Regions from separate parts of the Sus scrofa genome. Here region 2 is linked to region 1. Evidence: chromatin contacts called from public HiChIP or PLAC-seq data. All regions are on one chromosome and are shown on one strand. Each heading gives the region's core, a stretch centred on a gene start, on an enhancer-like site or on the middle of the called end of the contact. The rest is flanking DNA. Distances are from core to core; before and after follow the strand shown.

Region 1 (4,935 bases), core at 1,787-4,286:
GAAGCACCCAACTCCTCGTTGGTTCAATTCTGTCCCAGTTTCAGGCAGACTTTGCTAAACAACATCTCCCAAAGATTCCGGTGCAAAATTGTAAATTCCCACTGTTCCAACATGGTTTTCTGCTGTCACCCATTCGTGTTTGTCTGTGAACTTAGGCCCGGACAGCAGAGAGGGCTGGTGCACAGCATGGGGCGATGCCCCCACATCAGCTCTCAGGGCTGAGACCCCGTGGTTCACTGTTTAGGACGCAGACGTAATGTTTCCACTGAGCGAGGCAGCCTGGAGCCCTGCTACGGTGCCTCTTTCCTCTTCTTCAGTAATTGACAATTTGAAGCAGGGGAGAGGGGGATATGACAGGGGCAGAAAAATTTAAACAGGCCCACAAAGCAGGTGCCATGAGTTTAGGAGAGAAGCTTCCATCCCCGTGGTGAGTCACTTGAGGTCTGCGTGGGCAGAAGCTGCCTCAAGGCCTCCAGGCACATCTCAAGCGGCCCTCTCATCAGGGCAGGCCCCAGAGGCGTTCTCATCTGCGCAGTGTGGACCGCTGGCCACAATTCCTACCCTACCAGCACAATGCCCTGTGGCCAGGAGGGAGCTCAGAGTCCTTCAGACTCCAGAAATTGCTGGCGGTAAAATCTGCAAGTTCATTGGAAGCCCAGATATCCATGCCCTTTGGACAGGACTATTGATGATGCTTTTATATCAGCCTCCAGTCATACAAGCTCTGCCAAGTGCCAGGCACAGGACCTTGAACAGTCAGCCTCAGCTTCCTCGTGCCTTAAAATGGGAGTGATACTTGGTGTAACTGGTGAAAACTAGAGAGGCATTCTGATAGGTGGACGGATCAAGGGGCTACCATCAAATTCAAAAACAAAACACCTCCTAAAAACGGCACTGTTTCCAAAACTGACAAACAAACTAAAGATCAAGTGGGACTATCGAGAGGGTCCAGAAAGAGGGTACAAGGAACGGCCCCCAATGCAGCCCATTTCAAAGCTGGCTGAGATGGCTGCACAACAGGTACCCCTGGCCTCAACCTGGCAAATTCCCTCCTAAGCAAGGAAGTTGGAGGGAAGGTCTCGAGCCCTGCTAGTTGCCTAGAGGCCTTTTAGAGGCCCTGCCTAGTCTGAGCCACACCTTTCCGTTATGTAAAGGTGGGGGGAGGCTTCCCAACCTTCCCGGGATGATGTATTATTCAATCATTATCAAACCCGGTCATGTACGCGAAGGTACTCTGCCACGTGCTACATAAAGGTTATTATAACTCGGCTTTAATTAACATATAAATCACTGCCATTCCTTACAATGAAGGCTCTTAAACCCCTAACCAACAAACACTTCATTTGGGGCATCTGGGCATCTTTTATTTCACAGGTCAGTTGAAACTCAAAGAAGATATAAGACTAGCCCAAGTCCAGTTACCCCCAGTCACTCCTAAATGACTAAGTAGTTTAGTTTACATACAAGGGATTTCAAGTGGTGGGGTTGCGGGAGGATGGTCACCGCCACTGCTCAACAGCCCAGAGCAGCAGACGGAACAGGAGGTGACCCCAGGGACCGCCACGCCGTCACGTTCCTTCTCACTCAAGCCTGCCGAGAGGCCAAAGCAGTGGGTCTCCGTGGGTCCTCTCAGTATGTCCAAACTTGGGTTGCAGCCCATCAGCCAGCAGGGGCAAAGAAAACAGCTCCAGCTCTGGCCAGGGGGGCTCCCTCAGCCCCAAAGGAACAAGGCTTAACCTTCCTCCCTGCATGTGGAATCTTCATGAGCCAGACTGCAAGCCCACCCTACCTGCAATTGTTAATACACATCCATGATCATTCAAAAAAACTTTTTTTTTTGGGGGGTCTTTTTTTTGCCATTTTCTTGGGCCGCTCCCACGGCATATGGAGGTTCCTAGGTTAGGGGTCGAATCAGAGCTGTAGCCGCCGGCCTACACCAGGGCCACAGCAACACGGGATCCAGAGCCGCGTCTGTGACCTACACCACAGCTCACGGCAACGCTGGATCCTTAACCCACTGAGCAAGGCCAGGGATGGAACCTGCAACCTCATGGTTCCTAGTCGGATTCGTTAACCACTGAGCCACTACAGGAACTCCCCAAAAAACTTTTTTAAACATCTAAATAATACACTTTATACACTCACTACCTCTTAAAAAAGGTGTCTTTTCACTTATTTAAGAAACCAAAAACCAAAAAAAAACCTGTTGTTTTTCAACGGGCTTCTCTACATCTGTATTAGCCACCTGGGTTATGAAGACTTAAAATGTTTACCTGTCCACCCACCATTTGCTGCCCTCCTCACCCCTTTTTTGGTTTCGCCAGACCACTTTGGTGTCACGAATCAAGAACAACAAAGTTGCTGGTTTGAGATACAACAGATTAATAACTAGCACAAGCCTCAAAACAGGACCCAATCGATTTCCAAGAAGTTTCGGTCGCTCCTCAATTGGTACCCTGAGGCCTAGGGTGCAAAGTAAAACAGCTGCAGGGCTGAAGGAGGATAAAGGCCATGACAGGCCCCAGAGAAACCATGAAACAAATACGGCACCATGGAAGCATCACCTGGAGGACAGAAGGAAAACACAGGAGGCCTCGCCCTCCCCATGATGACAAGCTGGAAAGATCAGGTCCCACTGATCCCCAAACTTTAACACACTGATGATCAAGCCCTCAAACCATACAGGCCCCCCAAACAAAAGCCCGAGCCATCAGGGATCAATGCCTCAGATCACCAACAGCAAGTATCTAAGAGCTGTTACTCAACAGGGTTTGAATAAAACCAGATACAGAGATAAATTAATGTTCAGATATAATTCACTGTCGAGTCAGTCACAAAGGAACGAAGCAATAGGGTCTACTGGCCAAAATTCCCTTGGCTCAGGACCCAAAGGAAAGCAGACAGAAAAGCTGCAGGGTGGGTCTGGGGTGCTTCTGTTCTCACGGTAGAAATCTGCCGCCCCAAACGTCAGTCAAACAAATGTGAAGAACTCCTTGTGGATTCCTGACGACAGATTTAAGCACAACGAAGGAGGTGACTCATATGCAAAGAACAGTCTCTCTCTGACACCAGCCAAAGAACACACTTCCTCTCACACACACTCAATCCAGAGCAATGCGAGAAAGTTCAAATCTGCCTCGGTTCTGTCTCCTTTTCCCAAAATATAAAAACCGAAGGGGAGTTGGGGGGGGGGGAGAGTGGATTTTACAATTCTCCGTTCTTCACATTAGCACTTACTGGACATGCAATTTCAGCGGAACCCAGAACTGGACAGCTCTGGCACGGATGGGGAAACATTCTGCCCAGTGTTTTGCTGTCCCAAAGCAGCCACTCTGATTACTGTGAGCCCATCTGATCTGACACTCGTGTTTCTTCTTCTGGCCTGCTGGCTGGCAGAGCGCCCTGGGCAGCTAGAAGGCACCACAGCCCATCACCGAGGGCTGAAAGCCCAAGCACACCCTCCCCCCCTCCCGTTGTATTTCACAAGACTTTGACAAAGACTCTAAAAATGTCAAGTCTTTTATTTGAAAAGCGAAAGTAGATCAAAACCGAAGGCGCTATTCAATTGCACCTCTGACATGTCCAGTGACACTTCCAGGCAACTTCCCCTTGGAGGGTAATTCATAGCATTTCCCATTCTTTTCAATCCTCAGGATGTTTTCCAGGTGAAAGAAAGACTGTTTTCTAGTTTTGAAAAGGCTTACGTTCAGACGAACTGAGGAACAGCAAACCCACAGTTTAATAAAGATTTGCTCTTCTCTTGGTGCCAAATACTTTCTAAGGCCCAAAGAGCTGCCAGCCACTCACACCTGCCCTGCACTCGCTCTAAACAAAGCAAAGGTGACTCCACTCTGGTGATTAGTCTACCCAAGGGCCAGGTGAGAAACCGATGCTTCAGGGCTTAAAAAAGCAACCAAACCAAACCAAACCAAACCCTCAACATTTTTGTTTTAAAGAAACGCACTTAGCTTACTTTTCCATACAAAATCCTTCGAAAACTATATTCCCTAAAGCCTCTTTCATTCTTAAGTGTGGATATACAGTGTAAAAGAACACAGCCTGAAAGCACAGAGTCACTTACCTGTTAATCTGTTGCTAAAATAATCAGAAAACAATGCTTTAGAAGGGTTCTGGGATGGAGAATGGATGGGTACCAAGTTTATCGTACTTTGAAATGTTGCCTTCACTCTTTTAGTTTAAAATGCAATGGAGGAATTAACACTTCCAGGGGTCTGGATATTTCAAGTTTTAGCCCTTACCCGAATAAACATTTAACTGTGTGGTTTTGTTTTGTTTTTTTAAACCTGGCCTTTTATTTTTTTGGTGGGGAAGGGGTGGGGCTGTCAGATTTAGCCTCCTCTCCATCTCTCTGACTGGGGATGCGAGCCTCCCCTTCCCCACCCTCCTACCCAAAGGTGAGTCACCAGAGTGTTACAAACTTACTGGCAGAGAACACTACAAATTAACAAACAGAAAGTTACCCTAAAAGAATACACCCTCAGAACAGGGTACAGCAAAGGTGGGGTGGGGGGGCGGCAGCGAGAGGAACAAACATTCACATCTCAACATTTAACAGGCCGAGGGTGTGATGCAACCTCGACCTTCTTTCTCTATCCCCAGGGCTAGTCACCAGCTCCTCCCATAGCCGCTCCACTAGCTGGGGGCCCTGGCCTGGGCAACCTTCCACTGTGAGGACTCTGCCTTACAATGTTTTCAGTCTAAAGTACTGGCTTTATAGCAGCCAGAGGAGATTTAGCCACACTTTCAAGTTGAGCTCCAAAAGGGCAGCTGATAATGTTACCATACAACCAGGATTTCTGCTGACATGGGTATCCCTTGTGCAACCTTCACCCGAACCTTTTTCCCCCCAGGCTCCTCTTCAAATCTCTCCCCATAAGCTGTGATTTCTAGGTAACTAAGTTAATATTCACACAA
Region 2 (4,935 bases), core at 687-3,186, 160 kb after region 1:
GAATTACAATTTTTTTCTTTCCTTTTCTTTTTTTTTTAGGGCCACACTCCTGGCATATGGAAGTTCCCAGGCTAGGGGTTGAATTAGAGCTGCAGCTGCCAGCCTATGCCAGAACCACAGCAACGTGGGATCCAAGCCTTGTCTGAGATCTATACCACAACCTCACGGCAACGCCAGATCCTTAACCCACTGAGCAGGGCCAGGGATTGAACCTGCATCCTCACGGATCCTGGTCGGGTTTGTTAACCACCGAGCCATGAAGGGAACCCCCTGCCATCTCTTGCTGTCAGGGCACTGCTTCTCACAGATCAGGGCTCCCCCATTACTGCCTCACTGAACCCTAAATACCTCGTTGTGGGTGTGGTCTCTGAATGCAGTCACCTTAGGGGCTAGTGCTTCCACATATGAATGGGGGGGGGGGATCAATTCAGTCCATAGCAGTGGTCAAATATTCAGGGGTGGTGGTACCCTCTGAGCTGTCTGCTGCCCTTCCAATCACAGTCCCAGGTCGCATCTTCTGGCCTAGCCCCGCCCCCCACTGGCTCCTTCCCCCACCATGGAATCTGGCTGTGCTTCTGCCCCATCACATGGAGGGGCAGGGTGGGTGCCCCTCAGGCCGGGGAAAGGAACACAGACTGGCAGAGCTGTCTGGACTGCAGTCTGTCTGAGGAGCCCCCTGGTCCGATGGTCCTGGGTGAGCCTAGGGTAAGTGGGGGAGGAAACCGATCTCGTCTGTTACTTAAGAGAGATGTGAAGCCGCCTGGGGTCAGGGCACAGCAGACTTGCAAAGCCTGTGTTTGGCCAGGCTGCCTCACACACATCCCAGGTGAAACCACTGAGACTCGGGGGCCTCGGCATGCCTGGCCCATGATGTAGGGAGACCTTTTCCTACATGAAGGCCATCTTGATCTGCTAAATAGAAAACAGTTGGGGGCGTTCCTGTTGTGGTGCAGTGGAAATGAACCTGACTAGTATCCTTGAGGACATGGGTTCGATCCCTGGCCTCGATGAGTGGGTTGGGAATCCGGCGTTGCCGTGAGCTGTGGTGTAGGTCACAGATGGGGCTCAGCTCCCGAGTTGCTGTGGCTATGGCATAGGCTGGTGGCTGTAGGGTCATGGGTGCAGTCCTAAAAGGAAAACAAACAAGCAAACAAAACAATTGGGATTTGTTTGCCATTATAAATACCCCACATTATAAGCAGAGGCCCCTTTATTCCTCCTTTTTTCCCCCTGGAAAGTGCTGTGGTCTGCACTCCTGTTGTCCGCCTCCACTCCTACCCCTGGCTGATGTCTTTCTCTGCCTTTGTTTTAGAGCAGGGAATGGTCACCCTCTTGGAAAGCTCAGGGACATTCTTCCACTGTTAGAGAATCCAGCCACGCCACTCAGGCTGCCCCCACTCAAGATTTCATTCTTCTAGCAGTGAGTCACTGCTGCCACCTTGTTCCTGTGCCTCCTGTAAAGAGATAAGGGAGGATGAAGACAGGGGGCACCCGGCCAGCTCACGGAGCACCTGGGGCCTGGGCGGGCTCTGGCCGTAAGAGTCTGCGGAGGATGGAAAAGGCAGAAGGGGAGCTGGGTTGCTGCCCTGAACATGGGCAGAAGCCACGCTTCTATGGGGGCAGGAGGGTCACACTGGGTCGCCCAGTCCTCTAGGTGGGGGGGGGGCTAGGGCAGTGCCATCAATGCAATGGGCTTTGGGTTCCGACAGGCCTGGCTTTGAAGTCCAGACCCACTGCTTCTGGCATCCTGGCCATGTGCCCCAGCCTCCTCCAGCCTTCCTTTCCTCAACTGTATAACAGGGATCCCAGTCCCCGTCACAAGATGATGGTGACAGCTAAAGGGCACGACCTATGCAAATCACCCAGAACAGAGCCAGTGAAATAGGAGCTGGGCTTTTAGGAGGTTTCCTTTTTCCCTCTTAGCTCTTCCTTCTCTCCTTCCTCCTCCCAATAGGAGGGCAGTCGTCCCTGAGCAAGGGCGTGTCCTAGGCAAGTTTCAGCAGTGCCTGGCCGTCTCACAAAGGCCGGCTGCCTACACACTCAAGGACTGCTTCTTGCTTGGAAACAGAAATAACAGGGGGAAGGTCTGGGGACAATGACCCTTGCCCTGCACCAAGGAGGAAGTAATCCCCCTAGTTTGTTTGGTCTCAACTCTGTTTGTTTGTTTTTGGTTTTGCTTTTTAGGCCCACAGGCACGGCATACGGAAGTTCCCAGGCCAGGGGTTGAATCAGAGCTGCAGCTGCTGGCTTACACCACAGCCACAGCAACGTGGGAGCCGAGCTGCATCTGTGACCTACACCACCACTCAAGGCAACGCCAGATCCCTTAACCCACTGAGTGAGGCCAGGGAATCGAATCCACGTCATCATGGATGCTGGTCAGATTTGTTTCCACTGTGCCACACAGGAACTCCTCAGTTCGGTTTGGCAATGATTTATTGTTAATTCTCACATCTCACATGCATAGCAAGAATTTCTTTTTCCTTTTTGCTCCCTGTCCCCATCCTCCATAGCGTATGGAGTTTCCAGGCCAGGGATCAGATCCTAGCTGCAGCTGTGGCCCACGCCACAGCTGCAGCAACAATGGATCCTTAACCCAGTGTGCCAGGGCCAGGGATCGAACCTTCAGGATGCTGCTGATCCCACTGCGCCACAGCAGGAACTCTGTGACAGGATGATGAATCCTGTTTTAAAGGCAGCTCTTAACATTCAGGTCCATAATCATGGCTCACTAAATATTATATTTAGGGCTTCCTTCTAGCCACTACACATTTACTTTAGTCTGGAATGTGGAAGGCTGAGGGGGGCTGCTGAGAGAGCCAGAAATTTCCACGGGACACATGGGGCTCGGAAGCAAGTCCTTGTTCATTGCAGCCCAGCAGCACAGGTTTAAGAAGGGATCGGTGACACTGGAGCAAGAGGACTTTTACGTTACATGAGAGGAATCTATTTTATTTCCAGCAAGTAATAAGGTCACAGAATTCATTACCCAAGAGGGAGCTGGGTGTAAGCATAGAAAGTGCGTCAAATGAAGTCTGAGGCATATTCATGGTTGGCTGATCTCCGTGTGGGGTGTCCCCTGACCCTGTGATCTTGCCACCAGGAAGGACATCCAGCATCGGGCAGGACTCAGAGGAGAACTCTGTCCCCTTGGGCCTTGGGTTCTGGCCCGTGTGGCAATTCCCATGCCCATGAGATTGTCCTGGATCTTTTAGATTTGTGATTTTTCGATGTCTTTCATCTGAATCTGGAAAGAGAGAAAGTAGAAATCCTGGAGAAAGGGGCCTTTCAACAGAGGGGTAAGAATCTTCCAGGCGGTATACCTGACTGTTGCTTCTTTTTTTTTTTTTTGTCTAAAATTCCAAAGGCCTACACCCTTTTAGGACTGCAGCAATTTCATAAGAGCATAGAGCATTTGCATTGGGAAAGAGTTGTTGGACCATCCTGCTTCCTGCAGTTTCTGCCCTGAACGGTTTTGTGCAATAGCAATTAGATTCAGAAATAGAAACAACGACGATGCTAGAAAGGCAGTTGCTGAGCTATGCATCTTTGAGGCCAAAAAAGTCTATATACCTATGGAACGTTTACTCATTCACGCAACAAATATTTGGAGCCGTGTGCTTAGGATACAAAGATGAATAAGACATAAAAATATCTGTCTTCTGAGAGGATAGCTAGTGGGGAAAACTGGCAAAGGACTTCCATATTGCAGGTATTAGGGGATCAGGAAGAACGGGGGAGGGTCCAACCATCTCTACCTGCAGGAGTGAGGATTCCAAGGACGGCCAGGAGTTCCCTAGAGGGGATGAGAAGGGGAAGAAGGATTCACACAGACAAGAGAGGGTGGAACAGTTGAAGAAGTGCTCATATTCCCTGTTGGGTGGAGCTCAGCTCACCTGAGACAAAGGGGCAGGAGGTGAGTCTGGAAAGACCAGACAAAGAGACATTGAGGTGGTGGTCCTGGCTCAAGAGCAGGGCGCCAGTTTTGGAGAGGAAGCTGGAAAGGGGTATGATCGGATTGCAACTGTGGGAAGATCATCATGTGATGACGTAGGGAAGAAGGAGGCTAGAAACAAGGATGGGAGTAAGGTGACCTGAAGGAGAGCAATGACTGGGGACCAAAGCCAAGGCCTGAGTTTGTTCCAAAGGCAGCACACAGAAGATGCTCAGAACCAAGCTCAGAGGATGGGAGAGGGAGAAAAGAGGGGGAACTTGGGGAGGACCTCTTGGTTTCTTTGAGTGAATGGAGGCACCATGCATTGAATCATAACTGGGTGCTAAGGGAAGAATTAATGTGATGGACGAGGTAAGTTTTTGATATGCTGAACTTGCTTTTTGTATGAGGCCGTCAAATTGAGATGCCCATCAGGTGGTGTACATGGAGGTTCTGGTCCTGGAGAGGAGTGTGGTCTGGAGATCCTGGGTCTCAGAGACATCAGCAGGTGGAGACAGAAGTTTGCCAAGGGAGAGTCCAAACATGAACAGAGGAGTGAACTGAGGGTGCTGCTCCAAAGAACACCCAGGGCAGAGGGAAGTGAGGCCCCCAAGGAGAGCAAGCAAAGAGGCAGGAAGAGACAGGTTTAGCAGAAAACAAAGGAAGAGTGACTTCTGAAGAAAGTGGAAGTGTGGGACAGTGTTGAATGATGCAGAGGTCAAGATTCCAAGATAAGGACTGAACAGAAGCCATTATACTTGGCATCTTCGTCCTTATTGCTGACCAGGTGGGAGTGGGGAGAGGCCAGAAGACAGCAGGCCAAGGAATGAATGAAAGTCAGGAAGTGATGACAGCAGAAAGACCATTCTACCCAGAAGCTCAGCTAGGAGAGGAAGGAGAGAGCTTGGAGATTACACCAAGGAAGAAAGTTCAGTAGAGGACACTTAAACATAATTAGAACTAGATTGTAATGGAGAGTTAAGAGAGAGAGAATTGATGGA

Evidence for each region. HiChIP or PLAC-seq counts read pairs in DNA pulled down with a chosen protein or histone mark.
Region 2: a contact with region 1 is called in an H3K27ac HiChIP or PLAC-seq map of alveolar macrophages. The contact joins two enhancer-like sites. A contact is called at or near these places in 2 of 5 promoter capture datasets (fetal skeletal muscle and liver) and 1 of 2 datasets of contacts at active chromatin or transcription factors (alveolar macrophages).

What each region holds. Positions count from the first base shown.
Region 1 is chr4:104,376,620-104,381,554 of Sscrofa11.1, forward strand. The region is part of intron 1 of ATP1A1 (ATPase Na+/K+ transporting subunit alpha 1); the gene reads right to left. Among named protein-coding and RNA genes, the nearest start is that of ATP1A1, 5.2 kb to the right of the region's middle. Within about 2 kb of position 3,037, at least 31 of the 83 cell types and tissues checked have an H3K27ac peak or open chromatin away from gene starts, as enhancers often do. A contact at or near this core is called in alveolar macrophages, where this site is marked.
Region 2 is chr4:104,536,800-104,541,734 of Sscrofa11.1, forward strand. It overlaps LOC106510188 (a long non-coding RNA gene), which reads right to left. Exons shown (of 4, transcript XR_002343484.1): 4 at 2,592-3,247. Among named protein-coding and RNA genes, the nearest start is that of MAB21L3, 88 kb to the right of the region's middle. Within about 2 kb of position 1,937, at least 9 of the 83 cell types and tissues checked have an H3K27ac peak or open chromatin away from gene starts, as enhancers often do. A contact at or near this core is called in alveolar macrophages, where this site is marked.